Linked DNA regions of Sus scrofa: region 2 is linked to region 1. A link is a contact called in public HiChIP or PLAC-seq data. All regions are on one chromosome and are shown on one strand. Each heading gives the region's core, a stretch centred on a gene start, on an enhancer-like site or on the middle of the called end of the contact. The rest is flanking DNA. Distances are from core to core; before and after follow the strand shown.

Region 1 (6,642 bases), core at 2,660-5,159:
AAGAAGGAAGAGCTGCTTTTGATGTAACTTGAAGAGTATAAAGGATCGAATGATAAAAGCCACTGCCCTGAACTTTTCCAAAGTGTAATAAATCTCTCTGCATAAGATTCTGCAGTTGTTGCCGAGGTATCATTCGTCTTCTTGCTTTTGTCCTAAAAGAGACTAGAAAAAAAGTTAATAAACCCTCTCCCATTAAATTGTGTATTTGCACTTACAGGCTATGGAATGTTTCTATTTCAAGTTGTTTCCATCATCTAAAATAAACCCTATGTGTGTTTTCTGGTTTCTCGGCAATGTGCTGACTTTAATTTTATCATTATGTATGGATTTATCTATTTCTTCATACAAAGCTCCCCCATTTCTCACTCTTCCTCTCTCTCTTTAGCTCATACTTTTCACACAGTTAGATCACCTCTCTACTGACCTTTCAGTGGCTCAGCATTTTGTTGCAATGCATGAGCAAAGTTGGAAAACAGAGCCAAGTGACAAACTGTGAAGCAACAGCTCAGCCTCACAGAGCAAGTGTGCTTTGTGCTATTTCTGGCCAGAACAGATGTGGCCTTGGTGGACTGTGGGGAACAATATTACTCAGGTAAAAATAAGTTCCTAGCAGTTACACCAAAATGATGCAAATCCTTCATCTGCAAACAGATCCCGAATTGGGAGCCATGTGGAAAGAGGACTGGATTGGAAATCAGAGTCCTTCCTGGGTTTCTTCCAGATGACCCCACCCATCAGCCGTCTGGTCTCTGGTGAGTGCCTGTGACTTACAAAAAAATTCTTTTTTTCTTCTTATGGTCTCACCTACAGCATATGGATGTTCCCAGGCTAGGGGTCAAATCAGAGCTGCAATTGCCAGCTTACACCACAGTCACAGCAACACGAGATCTGAGCCTCATCTTCAACGTGCGAGCTCTCAGCAACACCAGATGCTTAACCCACTGAGCAAGGCCAGGGTTCGAAGCTGGATTCTCATGGATACTAGTTGGATTCTTAATTCGATGAGCCACAATGGGAACTCCACAAAAAAATTTTTTTTTCAATTAACAGGAAAAAATAGGGAGAATACAATAACAGAACTGTGTGTGCCACTATTGAGTTCTAGGCAGTCCTGACATTTGGACGAGTTTGCTTCAGATCTAATTTAGTTCTTTGTGGATTCCTCCTTAATCCTAGTTCCCTTCTTCCTGCTCCAGAGATTAACACTGTCCTGAATTTGCATGCTTTCACACTTCTATATACATGCATATCTTTCCACAATAGATACTCTTGCTTTGCATGTTTTAAAACTTGAAATAACTTTATTTTTTGACATTTCAAATCCCTTTTATTATACCATTTCATACTCTTTAATTTTTGCCTTTGAAATAGGATTTAAAGACGTACTGTGGTCTGCATTTAAATGACTCCTCTGTAAGTGTAGGGTTAGGTCCCTGTAAGATCCAGTGTAATGATGGCTTCTGAATAAAACTTTATATAACTTTAAATATGATGGGCATCATTCTGCAATTTGCTCTTTTTGCATTTAGCATTAGATTTCAGCAACAAAGCTCTAGTCCATTCATTTTAACTGCTGTGTATTGTAATGGTTTGTGAACAGATGTCTGTCTATGTATTTGTCAATCTATCTAGTTAGCTCCATTCTCCTGTCGATGAATAATTAGATTGTTTCTAATTTTGTGCTATGATAAACAATGTTTCAATGAGTATTCTTGTTCATTTCATGTACTAATACAAAAGCTTCTCAAAAATCACATTTTTTTCACAATGTTGTCTGTCCTCACAGTTAAAGCTCCACTTTGCATGGAAACCCAGCACACACACGGGCTACATTTCTGTGTGTCTGTATATGTATACACACACATGTGGAATAAAATTTCTCAGAATAATACTCTTGTCTATTCAGCTATAATCCAGTTTGGTCTGTTCTATTTCACCCATGCAAAAATGCCCTGTTTGTAATTTACGAAAATGATTCCATGGTGCGTCTCCACTGTTGTTGGGCACTTACCTAGACACTGAATTGCCAGGTCATGGGTTATACTCGTTTTCAAATTGAGGACTTTATGTCCCTGTGTGTCCATTTGATGCATTTAAATGGACATTTGCATTTAGCCAGCATTCTTGGGGTTTTAGGAGACTGTTTTTCAGGCTATTTGGTGCATTATATGGCTGGAAATGGAAGCCTCACTTTAGCTTTCCAGGCTTCAATTTTTTTCATCTGTCACAAGAAGCCAAAACAAAACAAAAGCCCTGGACATTTTAGTGTCTTACAGTCAGCATTCTTTTCAGCCCAGAGTCCTGCGGAGGGTTCAGGGTCTTCAGTATCATATGTAAGATTCAGGCGGAGAGGGTTGTTAGGGCAGTGAAGAGAATGAATAGGTAGAATTCTGGGCCTTTCACCACAGTCCCAGCCAAGGAGCCCATTTTAATATTTATCCACTGTATTTCCATTGTGAGCAGCTGGAAACTAAAGTTAAACTATAGGTTTAGATATTCTGTGAGGCTCTTTCCAGATCTAATCTTGAATGAAAATAACTTTTGAGTCTCTGGACCATTTAGAATTGCAGCCAGGAGTTCCTGTTGTGGCACAGTGGAAACAAATCCTACTAGTACCCATGGGGTTGCAGGTTCAGTCCCTGGCCTCACTCAGTGGGTTAAGGATCTGGCGTTGCCCATGAGCTGTGGTGTAGGTTGAAGATGTGGCTCAGATCCCAAGTTACTATGGCTGTGGTGTAGGCCCCCAGCTGTAGCTCTGATTCAGCCTCTAGCCTGGGAACTTCCATATGTCATAGGTGTGGCCCTAAAAAGAAAAAAAGAAAAAAAATTTGGTCAAATTCAGAGAACATGATGGCTTAGGGCATAGGGCATTGGCAAATAGTGTTGGTTAACCCAAGTTCTTTGTGGATTTCTGCCACTGTAGAATCTGACTTGGAAAGAATGCTTTTAGAATCCTTTAGGGCAACAAGTTAGGGATACTCATGGGCTGTCCTGTGGGCTTCATCCACATGAGGCTGCTTTAAAAACACTTTTTTTTTAAATTGAAGGTTAGTTGATTTGCAGTGTTGTGTTAGTTTCAGGTATACAGCAAAGTGGTTCAGTTATATACATGTATATTCATTCTCAGAGTCTTTATAGATTATCACAAGATATTTTTATTAGAATATAGTTAATTCACAACGTCCTGTCAATTTCTGTTGTATAGCATAGTGACCCAGTACACACACACACACACACACACACATTTTTTCTCATACCATCTTCCATCTTGTTCTACCCCAAGAGATGGGGCATCGTTTCCTTTGCTGTACAGTATTATTGAATATAGTTCCCTGTGCTATCCTGTAGATCCTTGTTGTTTATCTGTTATATATATAGTAGTGTGTATCTGTTAGTCACAAACTCCTAATTTATCCCTCCCAAGCACAACCCCCACTCCCTGAGCTATCCCCTTCGATAATCGTAAGTTTATTTTCTATGTCTGTGAGTCTGTGTCTGTTTTGTAAATAGTTCATTTGTATCATTTTTTAGATTCCACACATAAGTGATATATGCTATTTGTCTTTCTCTGTACAAAAATTATTTGGTTTTCATTGTGCTTGTTTATTCTGTGAATAAGGGTCTAATATAACTTTCTCTGAGCACCATTTCTGCCTGCAAACTGTTCCATAGGTTCCTGGTAAAGCTCATTTGCCCAGCAGGGTACACATATAGTCAAACCACTATATTCACATAGATGAAATTTTACTATCATTTTAATGAAAATATTCAGCTCCTCATGGGTTTATTTTTGCCATGCCGAAAGAGTAAGAGCATAAAAAACTGGTGGTAACTTGGTAGTGAAGGACTTCAGGGTGGCATATGTTAATTCACAGAATCGTGATTCCTTTTCCCAGTCCCCTGGCTTTCTCTCCCTGCCTCCCAGCGCCCAGATGGCTGCCTCCTCTCAGATCCACGTCCCTCCCTTTAATTTGTCCCGCTTGCATTTCATCTTCCTTAATCACTGTTTTCATCACATCACTCCCTTGCTCAGAAACCCTCCAGGGATCTTTATTTCCCACCACATCAAATCTAAACGTGGCTGCCTGTTTTCAAGGCTTCTCCTAATCTATTCTTTCCTTGTGTCTCCAGCTTTATTTCCTTTGCCAAATGTGGTTCTGGTTCCCGTGGTTCAGAGATAATGGAATTTTTGTACACACACACAAAAATTGAAATCTGCATCATTTTTTTAAACAGAGTTCAGCCCAGTTCCCTTATACAAAGCACACATTAGCAGTGATTAGTTACCCCCCCCCATCCCCACCCCCAGGCCGTGTAAGCAAGACTGAAGCGTCCTCTGGGGGCAGCATGTGGAGGAAAACAGTTTATGCCCCATTCTTTCCCCATATCCTGGGAGAAGATGAGGCGCTGAGAAAGATGACTACTCACTAGAGTGGTTTGTGAAGAGCTCTGCCATTTTGATAAGACAGGCAGAATGCAAGTATCTTAGAAGGCAACTATAAAAGATATTAAATTTCAGACCAGAAGCAGTTGGTTCAAAAACTTGGAAAGAGGTACACCTGTATGAGGTAAAACTCAGCAGATGACAAAGTCCCAGAAAAAATGCTGGCGAGGTTGGGAAAGGAGATTCTAGAGTAGGTTTACCTATCAGAGTAGGCTTATAACATCTGTGACTGTAGTTTATTTTCAACTATTTAATTATTATGAGGTGTTTGTATTTGTCATGTACTTTAAAAAAATCCTCACAGATGCAAACCTGGTTTTATTTTTTATTTTTTAAACATATAATTGATTTACAATGTCATGACAATTTCTGCTGTACAACAAAGTAGCTATTTTTCTTTAACTACTTCAGTAAGTTCTGACTGTTCCACTTAGTAGCCATATCATTTGGGGGCAGATTTCTTTATCTAGGAGTTCCTGTTGTGGCTCAGTGAGTTAAGAACCAGACTAGTATCCATGAGGATGTGGATTCAATCCCTAGCCTTGCTCCACGGGTTAAGGATATGGCGTTGTCGCAAGCTGGTATAGGCCAGCAGCTGCAGCCCTGTTTCAGCCCCTAGCCCAGGAACTTACATATGCTGCAGGTGTGTCCCTAAAAAGAAAATAAAAAGTTCTTTATCTATAACGTGAAGGTAATAATGCTGCATAGTACGTGAGATTGTGGGGAGGACTAAATAATACATTTAAAGGGCATAGAACAAGGTCAAAGACAGAAATATTAGCTATTATTCATATCATCCTTATTATTATCAGTACACATAAAGCTGTGCTTCATTTTAGCAGCTGCAAAAGTTCCACCTTCTCTCAAAACACCTTAAGGTCCATTTAGTTTAGCAAACATTTGCCGAGTGCTCAATATATGTCAGGCACTGATGCAACACTGATGAAACTCCAAGTAAGACATTGACCTTGTCCTTGAGCAGCTTGCCTCCCAATAGGGAAAGCAAAACCATCAGTAGATTATTTCAGTTTAAGGCTTGTCTGTCCTGCACAGTTACCACTAGTCATGAGTAGCTTTTGAGCTCTTGGAATGTTTCTGATCTGAATTGAGGTGTGCTCTACATATGAAACACACAGTGGATTTTGAAGACTTGAAATGATGAAGGAATGCAAAATATCTAATACTGATTACCATTCTGGATGTGCTGGGTTAAATAAAATATAGTTAAAGTTAACTTCACCTGTTTCTTTTTGATTTTTAAAAACTCTGCTACTAGAAAATTTAAATTTTTGTGGCTTCCGTTAGATTTTTGTTGGATAGCACTGGTCTATGACGATACAGGCAAGTTAAAACAGGGTGCAGGGGGGAGGCATCTCATGCAGCCTGGAGTTGAAAGAAGGCTGCCTGGAGGAGCAGATGCATCCTGAGCTGAGTCTTAAAAGATGAGCAGAGGTTAGCCAGGCAGTGACAGACCTAAAGGGCATTCCAGGTTGAGGGAATAGGAAAGGCACAGAACAGATGGTGTTTGTGGGGCAGTGGAAGCAGTTGGTTATTCCACAGCATAAAGTAGTGTGCTTTGGGGACTGAAAGAGGAAGCTACCAGAGATATGAGGCCTGGTTTTTCCATCAGTCAACATCCAGTTGTCATTAAATGCTTGGGTTCTTGTCTTATACATGAGGTCTGATTATGTTACACTGTTTGAAGTTTTGGACTATCAGCTGTGGAGAGTTAGAAGTTTATGTCTGCACCAGAATAGGGCTGTCCTAGAGGATAGGACTAGTGAAGACACGTATGCTCCTCAGAAGGAAGAATGCCATCTTGCCATCTGCAGGTGGTCCTAAAGGTGGATGGGAAGCCTATAGTTGCTGCCTAGAGTGTAGGAGGAATGAGTGAGAATCAGACAGGAAGTCAGAGCTTGTAATTTTTTCTGATTCATTGGGTTCAGAGACAGTATACACACACAACTACATTCACTCATTTACTTACCTGTCAATGGATTTTTGTAGGACTCCTTCTCCAGTAAATTCCCACCAATAAAGAATATAATCTTTCATTAGATGATATTAATCTGGAAGCATATTATACTCATTCTATCACAAATCACCCTCAAGTCTTCTGCCTTTAATAACTAATTATTACATGGGTACTTAATAGGTCATGAAAGAGCACATGGAAGAGGACCAGCAAAAGGAGACTC
Region 2 (6,403 bases), core at 1,364-3,863, 350 kb after region 1:
TTCATTCCTAATACTGTATCTGATCTCTCCTTTCCTCTATCCTTCACAGCATATTACAGGTCCTTTTATTCACTATTATTTAAATCTGCTTGGGATGAGTTCTTGGCTTTGTCTTAAAATATGTCTGAATCTCTTATCAGTCTGAAATCTCTTTTGGAATTTTTTTAAAAAGTCATTTTAATAAAATAAAGCCTCCCACGGCATTTAGATTGATGCCTTGCTCACCAGCGGGACCCCAAAATCTTGTTGAAATAAAATTAAGTCTTTATTGTTTACTCCTCTGCTTTCTCAAAATGACAGGGTTTATCAGGCAGTACATTTGAAGGTCTGGCTTAAAAGATCACTGTTCAAGGGAGGGCTATAGGATTATACAGTGAATTAAACTAAGTCAGATAAATGAGACAAAATGAAGATTTTTGTTTTTCATGTATCTGGCTCCAGCCTATCTCTTTAAAATGCTTCTATTTTAACAAGTAATTATACAATCTTCTGTCTTGCTCCCGCTTTGGGAGTTAAATGGTTTAAATGAGATAGATATTCAACCCCAGGCAGAAAGGACCCTCTAACATGGACTAACAGTGAAGCTCAACGGCCCTTTTCAGCTCAGAGGCAGAGCCATGTGGGCAACTCAAGTGAACCAGTGAGGAGAAAAAAGGGAGGGCTCCGGCCTCCCTAGAAACGAGCAACAATTTGGGTGGAAATACCGGCCTGAGTCCCTGCAAGCCCCCAGAGCCTGCTGCTGGGGAAGGAGGTCTGCAAAGAAGACTTTTTCCAAGTTGAGTTGCTTGAGTTGAGGGACTAATAGCCTTCACAAGGCATGTCCTACATCCCTTCCTGGAGGCTGTCTTGAGTGGAACAATCCCCCAGGGTCACCAAGCGATTCACATGTTGCTGATGTAACCTGAACTCCTGCACCTTTTCAAGAAGCAGCTGAATTCACAAGCCAGGAGGAGGCAACCTCAGCAGGCAAAGGGGCTGTGAACTGGGGTGTGATCTGTCTTTTGCCAAACCCCATACTCCCTTAGACGTGCTCTGATGTACATTTTCAAGATCCAAAAGGCAATACATTCAACATTACACAAATATACCTGCCATATACTAAATGGTAAATCCAAAAACCATCCTCAGAGTTCTCATTGTGGCTCAGAGGGTTAAAAACCCAATAGAGTGTCTGTGAGGATGTGGGTTCAATCCCTGGCCTCACTCAGTGGGTTAAGGACCCAGCATTGCCACAAGCTGCAGCATAGGTCACAGATGCAGCTCAGATCTGATGTTGCTGTGGCTGTGGCACAGGCTCCAGCTGCAGCTCCAATTTGACTCCGTGCCTGGGAATTTCCATATGCTGCAGGTGCAGCATAAAATGAAAAACAAAAAACAAAACATCCTCCAGACCTGTGAAGCTTAGTTCCTCATCTTTAAAATGGGAGAAATAATACTTATTCCAAGTCTTTAGGGGATTAAAATGTGAAGTGTATTTACAATACCCAGCCTAGCACTGTCTGGTATAGAAAAGGGAGGGGACAGTGTAGGAACTGAGAGAAACAGTCTGGCTCAAGAAGAGTCCTGAAGGAAAAGTCTTGGGAATGAACTTGGATTAAGAATTCAGTTCTGCTGTCCAGTTTTCCTAATACCATTTATTGAAGAGACCTTCCTTTCCCCATCTTGCCTCCATTGTCATAAATTAATTGGCCATACATGCATGGGTTTATTTCTGGGTTCTTTATTCTGTTTCACTGATCTGTGTATTGTTTTTATACCAGTAACATTTTGATTACTACAGCTTTGTGATATATTTTAAATTGGGGAGAGTGATGCCTCTGGATTCGTTCTTCTTTCTCAAAAGGACTTTAGTGATTCAGGGTCTTTTGTGGTTCCAAAAAATTTTTTAGGATTGCTTGGTCTATTTCTGTAAGAAAATGTCACTGGAACTGACAAGCTTTGCATTAAATCTGTATATTGCTTTGGGTAATATGGACATTTTAATATTATCGATTAATTCTAATTCATGAGCATGAAATAGCTTTCTATTTCTTTGAGTCTTCTTCAATTTATTTCACCAGTGACATATAGTTTTCAGTGTATAGGTATTTTACCTCTTTGATTAAATTTATTTCTAGATATTTTATGGGTTTTGATACAATTGTAAAGAGGATTGTTTTCTTAATTTCTCTTTCTGATAATTTGTGGTTAGTGAATAGAAACAGACAGCCGATTTTTGAGAACCAGTTTTTTGCACCCTGTCACTTGACTGAATTCACTTAATATTGAGTTCTAACAGTTTTGTGATGGAGTTGAAAATCCATCTTTAGAAGAGAGGGGAAAAACAGCCTGTGAAACTTAAAAGTGGAAAAAGAAAAGCCCTGTTTATAAGAAGAAGCAAAAATCACTATCCAGTGTTGGGAAGGCATGCCCCCACAAATCCCTTAATGATCCTAAAAAAAAAAATCAGTCCTTTGGCAGCGGGTGCACAGGAAAACAGGGTGTTCTCAAAATCAAGTGGAAGGACATGCAAATACTATTAACAACAGGCTGGGGCCTGATGGACATCATGGGTTAGGATTTACTGGAACTGCTACAGAAGAGCCAAGCCTCATAACAGGTTAAAAATAATTCTGAACGTAATGGCACCAGAGTAATCCCTGTCTATGATTTTCCCTGGCTCCTTCTCCAAGCTGGGTATGTGAAGGTCAATGAGGTTACAGGTGATTCTATTTTCTTCCCCTCACTCTTCCATGTTTCTCACTGCACTTTTATGATGGAGAAAAATCCCTCAAAATCTACTTTAAACTCCAGTTTTTTTAGAAAGATATTAAGCTCCAGGGTGCTGATGATAAAAATGCAGAAAGATACGACTGATGAAACTACTAACAAACAGTCATTCATTAGATTTGTGTAACAAGATAAAATGGTGGCAAATAAAATCCCTATGCTGGGTTTGTTAATTCTCTTGAAAAACAAATGTTCAAGCCAGGGATTCCCCTGGAATGTTGACACTGTAGTCTGCTGGACGCCACAACATCCTTCCCAGACCTTCCAATAATATCCCACGACATGAGTGTATTTTTCTTTTAATTAAAGTGAATGCAAACAGATTCCATCTTGATAATTTGGCGGGGAGACTTGATATGTTTCGATGAATAAAACAGATCCGTCTAGCGGCTGTTATGTACTCTACTTGGTAGAAGGGATTACAAAAAAAAAATAAGGTGGGTAGTTTCTTCTTGATGACAAAGTGCTATAAAATTCTTGGTCTTGATCTGCACAGAGTGGCTGAAGCCCCTACCCACCTGTGTAGAGAAAGCAGCTCACTGAGGCACGGAAGTATCCCCTCACCAACTCTACTACACTGTTATCCTGTCCATTGTAAACTAACAGCACACAGGACTCAGCTCAGTCTCTAAATGCTACCAACAACCAGCTGGTCCCATACACTGGGAAGGTGTACAGAGTCCATCAATGGGCTGTAGAACCCCTGGTCAACCTGCAGTTTTGAGTGAAAGCCTGGCTACGGAGAAGGAGAAAAATCTCTCACCCATATCCCCCTGAGTTTTAGTTGCTGAGAGTAGAGTCTCAGTGGGAGCCAGACCAATACAAACCCATGTAGTCCTTTCTAGAACCACCCATGACAAAGTCAAAGAGGGACAGGGGAGAGATGGCCGTGCTTACTTCCTCACTCCACCCCTCACTTCACGTCTCCAATGTAAAGACAAGGAACCTGGCCCAAGGAGGTGAGGTGACTTATCTAAGACATCACACAACAAAACAATACCAGGTGTGGAACCAGAGCCCGGAGCTCCTGATGCCTGAGGCCTGTGTCTGCTCACTGAGTTATGAGAGGCAAGCATGGAAGAGAAGGAGAGAACTACTGGTAGCCTCAGGAAAACTGGAGTTTTGAGGCTATCATTTTAAATAATCTTTGGAAAACAGTCTACGAGGTCCAAGGGAAAGATATTTTTTTAAAAAATGGCACCAAAAGGAAATAAAAAAGAAACAAAAAATCCCCAAAACAAATAAAATGGTGCCATGTGTGTGGAATATATTTTTTAAGATGGACTATGAACACAGTGGCCTTTGATACTGGATTTCAGTAGGAGCAGCAGAACAAGCATCAAGCTTTGCCTACAGCAAAGTTTCATGGTTCCATCTACAATTTTTCACGATTCTGACAATTCAACATTCTTTCAGAAAATAAGAAAGGAAGCCATCTAAAAGGTATAGGACCTTATACTTAAAATTCTCTGTTGGAAACTTTTTTGTACAAAAATAGAAATGAAGACCCAATTAATTTAGGGCCTTCTTTCTTGCCTTTTAATTTTGAATTAGATTAAAAGTATTGATCCCATTTTTGCCAAAAAAGAAATGAGGATTTAAGCCAGAAGAAAGCTATTGTAAAATCTATGAGAACTCCTAGGGAATAGCTGGATTGAAGCAATTTATGCATATTTAAACAATCTTCATCAATGTGTTTTGAAATTAAAACAGAACTTTCAAAATCATGAGACATTCAAGAGCATTTATGTCAAAAGCACATGCCTTTAGAATTCTTTTAAGTAAGAAATCTTTTTCTTTTTTTTTTTTTTTTTGGTCTTTTTAGGGCCATACCCATGGCATATGGAAGTTCCCAGGCTAGGGATCAAATTGTTGGAGCTGCAGTTATCGGCCTATGCCACAGCCTCAGCAAGGCAGGATCTGAGCCGCATCTGTGACCTATACCATAGCTCACGGCAATGCCAGATCCTTAACCCACTGAGTGAAGCCAGGGGTCGAACCCATGTCCTCACAGATACTAGTCAGGTTTGTTACCGCTAAGCCACAATGGGAACTCCCTAAGTAAGAAATCTTTACATGAAGACACCGATCATGAATCTAAGGGGAAGGAATGCCAGTAATTTTTACCTTGATCAGTACTGGTTAAAAAACAATGCAGAATTCTGCCAGCTTTACCAAAAGGACAAGAAGTGTAACTGAATATCCTCTCCTAGCCATAGTCTCTGGCTGGTATGTTCATTCATTCACAGGGATTGATGGACTGCTAGGCATGCATATGAGTTGCTGCTTTAGTGCTACAATATATCAGTGGAGAAGACAGAGAGTCCTGGCTTTCTTGGAGCTTAGTACCAGTGGAACAGGCCAATGAGATAAGCTTTAGATAATGGCAAGGGCCATGAAGAAAATCTATGTGGGATATTGGATGGTTACTGGCAGGGCCTGGCTCACTCAGCCAGGGTGGTCAGGAAGCCTCTGTCTGTAAACAGACCATTAGCACATGGAGACAGTTATGTGACCACCTGGAAAAGAGCCTTCTTGGAAGTGAACAGGACAAAAAGACAGCACAGTGTGGCAGCCACCCAGAGAGCAAGAGGAGAAGATGAGATCCGAGGGCCAGTCAGAGGCCAGATGGCCATGGCCTTGGAGACCTTCTTAAGTGCTTTGATTCAATTATACTTGCAATGGGAGGGCTCTAGTGGGCTGGATGCAGGGGGTAGGGCTGGGAGTAGAGGGTTATCAGAACTGGCGTTTGCTCTGGAAAGTGCCCTCTGACCTTTCTGAGTAGCCACATGAACTATCCTGAACAAGAGGAAAGCTATTCTCTAAAACACCAGCAATCTGCTTTTTCTTTTGTTAAGGAGGATGGGGGATGTGCTGTGCTGGAGTGCTACCCCCCTGGAGGCCAAGCAGGGTGGGGAGAAACCCACAGGAGCACAGATGTGGCTGTTAGGGAGGCTTGGGTGTCCCAGAAGCCGCCAGATGAATGCCATTGTCAACCGGGTCTGGAGGCCATACCGTAAGCCAAAGAGGCAGCTGCCCTTCTGTCCTCCAGAGCCTGAGGATGAGTGGAGGGAAAACCCACAACAACGTCCCGAAAGACATGACACTAAAAGTCTAGTCTGAAGTAGGATACATGTTGTTTAAAGTATGATTTCCTGATTTCCTGAATAGTTAAAAGCCCTACAAATTAGAGCATCTCACAATCTGTTTTAATCTCTATTAAGTCCCATCTGTGTACACTGGGAGACCTGCTCTTGACAAGCTCTTTAAGGTGGCTAAGTGTGCAATATTATCTCTAATAGCGTCACTCAACTCTGGCTCTTAATTGCACTAATAAGGTGGGCCAGCCATGGCGAGGAACCAAGCTCGACAGGTAATGCTGCTCTCCCCATCCATATACTGAGAGTAGCCTGACCTACTTGACATTTGATAAATGGGCTTTGCATTGAATGTGCTTCTGAACAGCCTCTTCCACCAATGGACCCACCAATCAGAAAGCAGGGATGATCATTACTAAAAGCACAGTGAAAAGTTAAAAGCAAGGCAGCTTCCTGTGATTTCAGAGGTTGTCTTTAGATGGGTGAAAGGATCTGGCAAATCCCAAGAGAATGCAACTCTGCTCCGGATTAAGAGG

Evidence for each region. HiChIP or PLAC-seq counts read pairs in DNA pulled down with a chosen protein or histone mark.
Region 2: an H3K27ac HiChIP or PLAC-seq map of skeletal muscle shows a contact between it and region 1, with 3 times the contacts expected there. The contact joins two enhancer-like sites. A contact is called at or near these places in 1 of 47 Hi-C or Micro-C datasets (heart right ventricle) and 1 of 2 datasets of contacts at active chromatin or transcription factors (skeletal muscle).

What each region holds. Positions count from the first base shown.
Region 1 is chr1:219,334,367-219,341,008 of Sscrofa11.1, forward strand. It overlaps LOC100737021 (a long non-coding RNA gene), which reads left to right. Exons shown (of 10, transcript XR_001306492.2): 4 at 1-126; 5 at 652-752. Among named protein-coding and RNA genes, the nearest start is that of VLDLR, 130 kb to the left of the region's middle. Within about 2 kb of position 3,910, at least 4 of the 83 cell types and tissues checked have an H3K27ac peak or open chromatin away from gene starts, as enhancers often do.
Region 2 is chr1:219,685,183-219,691,585 of Sscrofa11.1, forward strand. All of the region lies in intron 27 of SMARCA2 (probable global transcription activator SNF2L2), which reads right to left. Among named protein-coding and RNA genes, the nearest start is that of SMARCA2, 130 kb to the right of the region's middle. Within about 2 kb of position 2,614, at least 4 of the 83 cell types and tissues checked have an H3K27ac peak or open chromatin away from gene starts, as enhancers often do.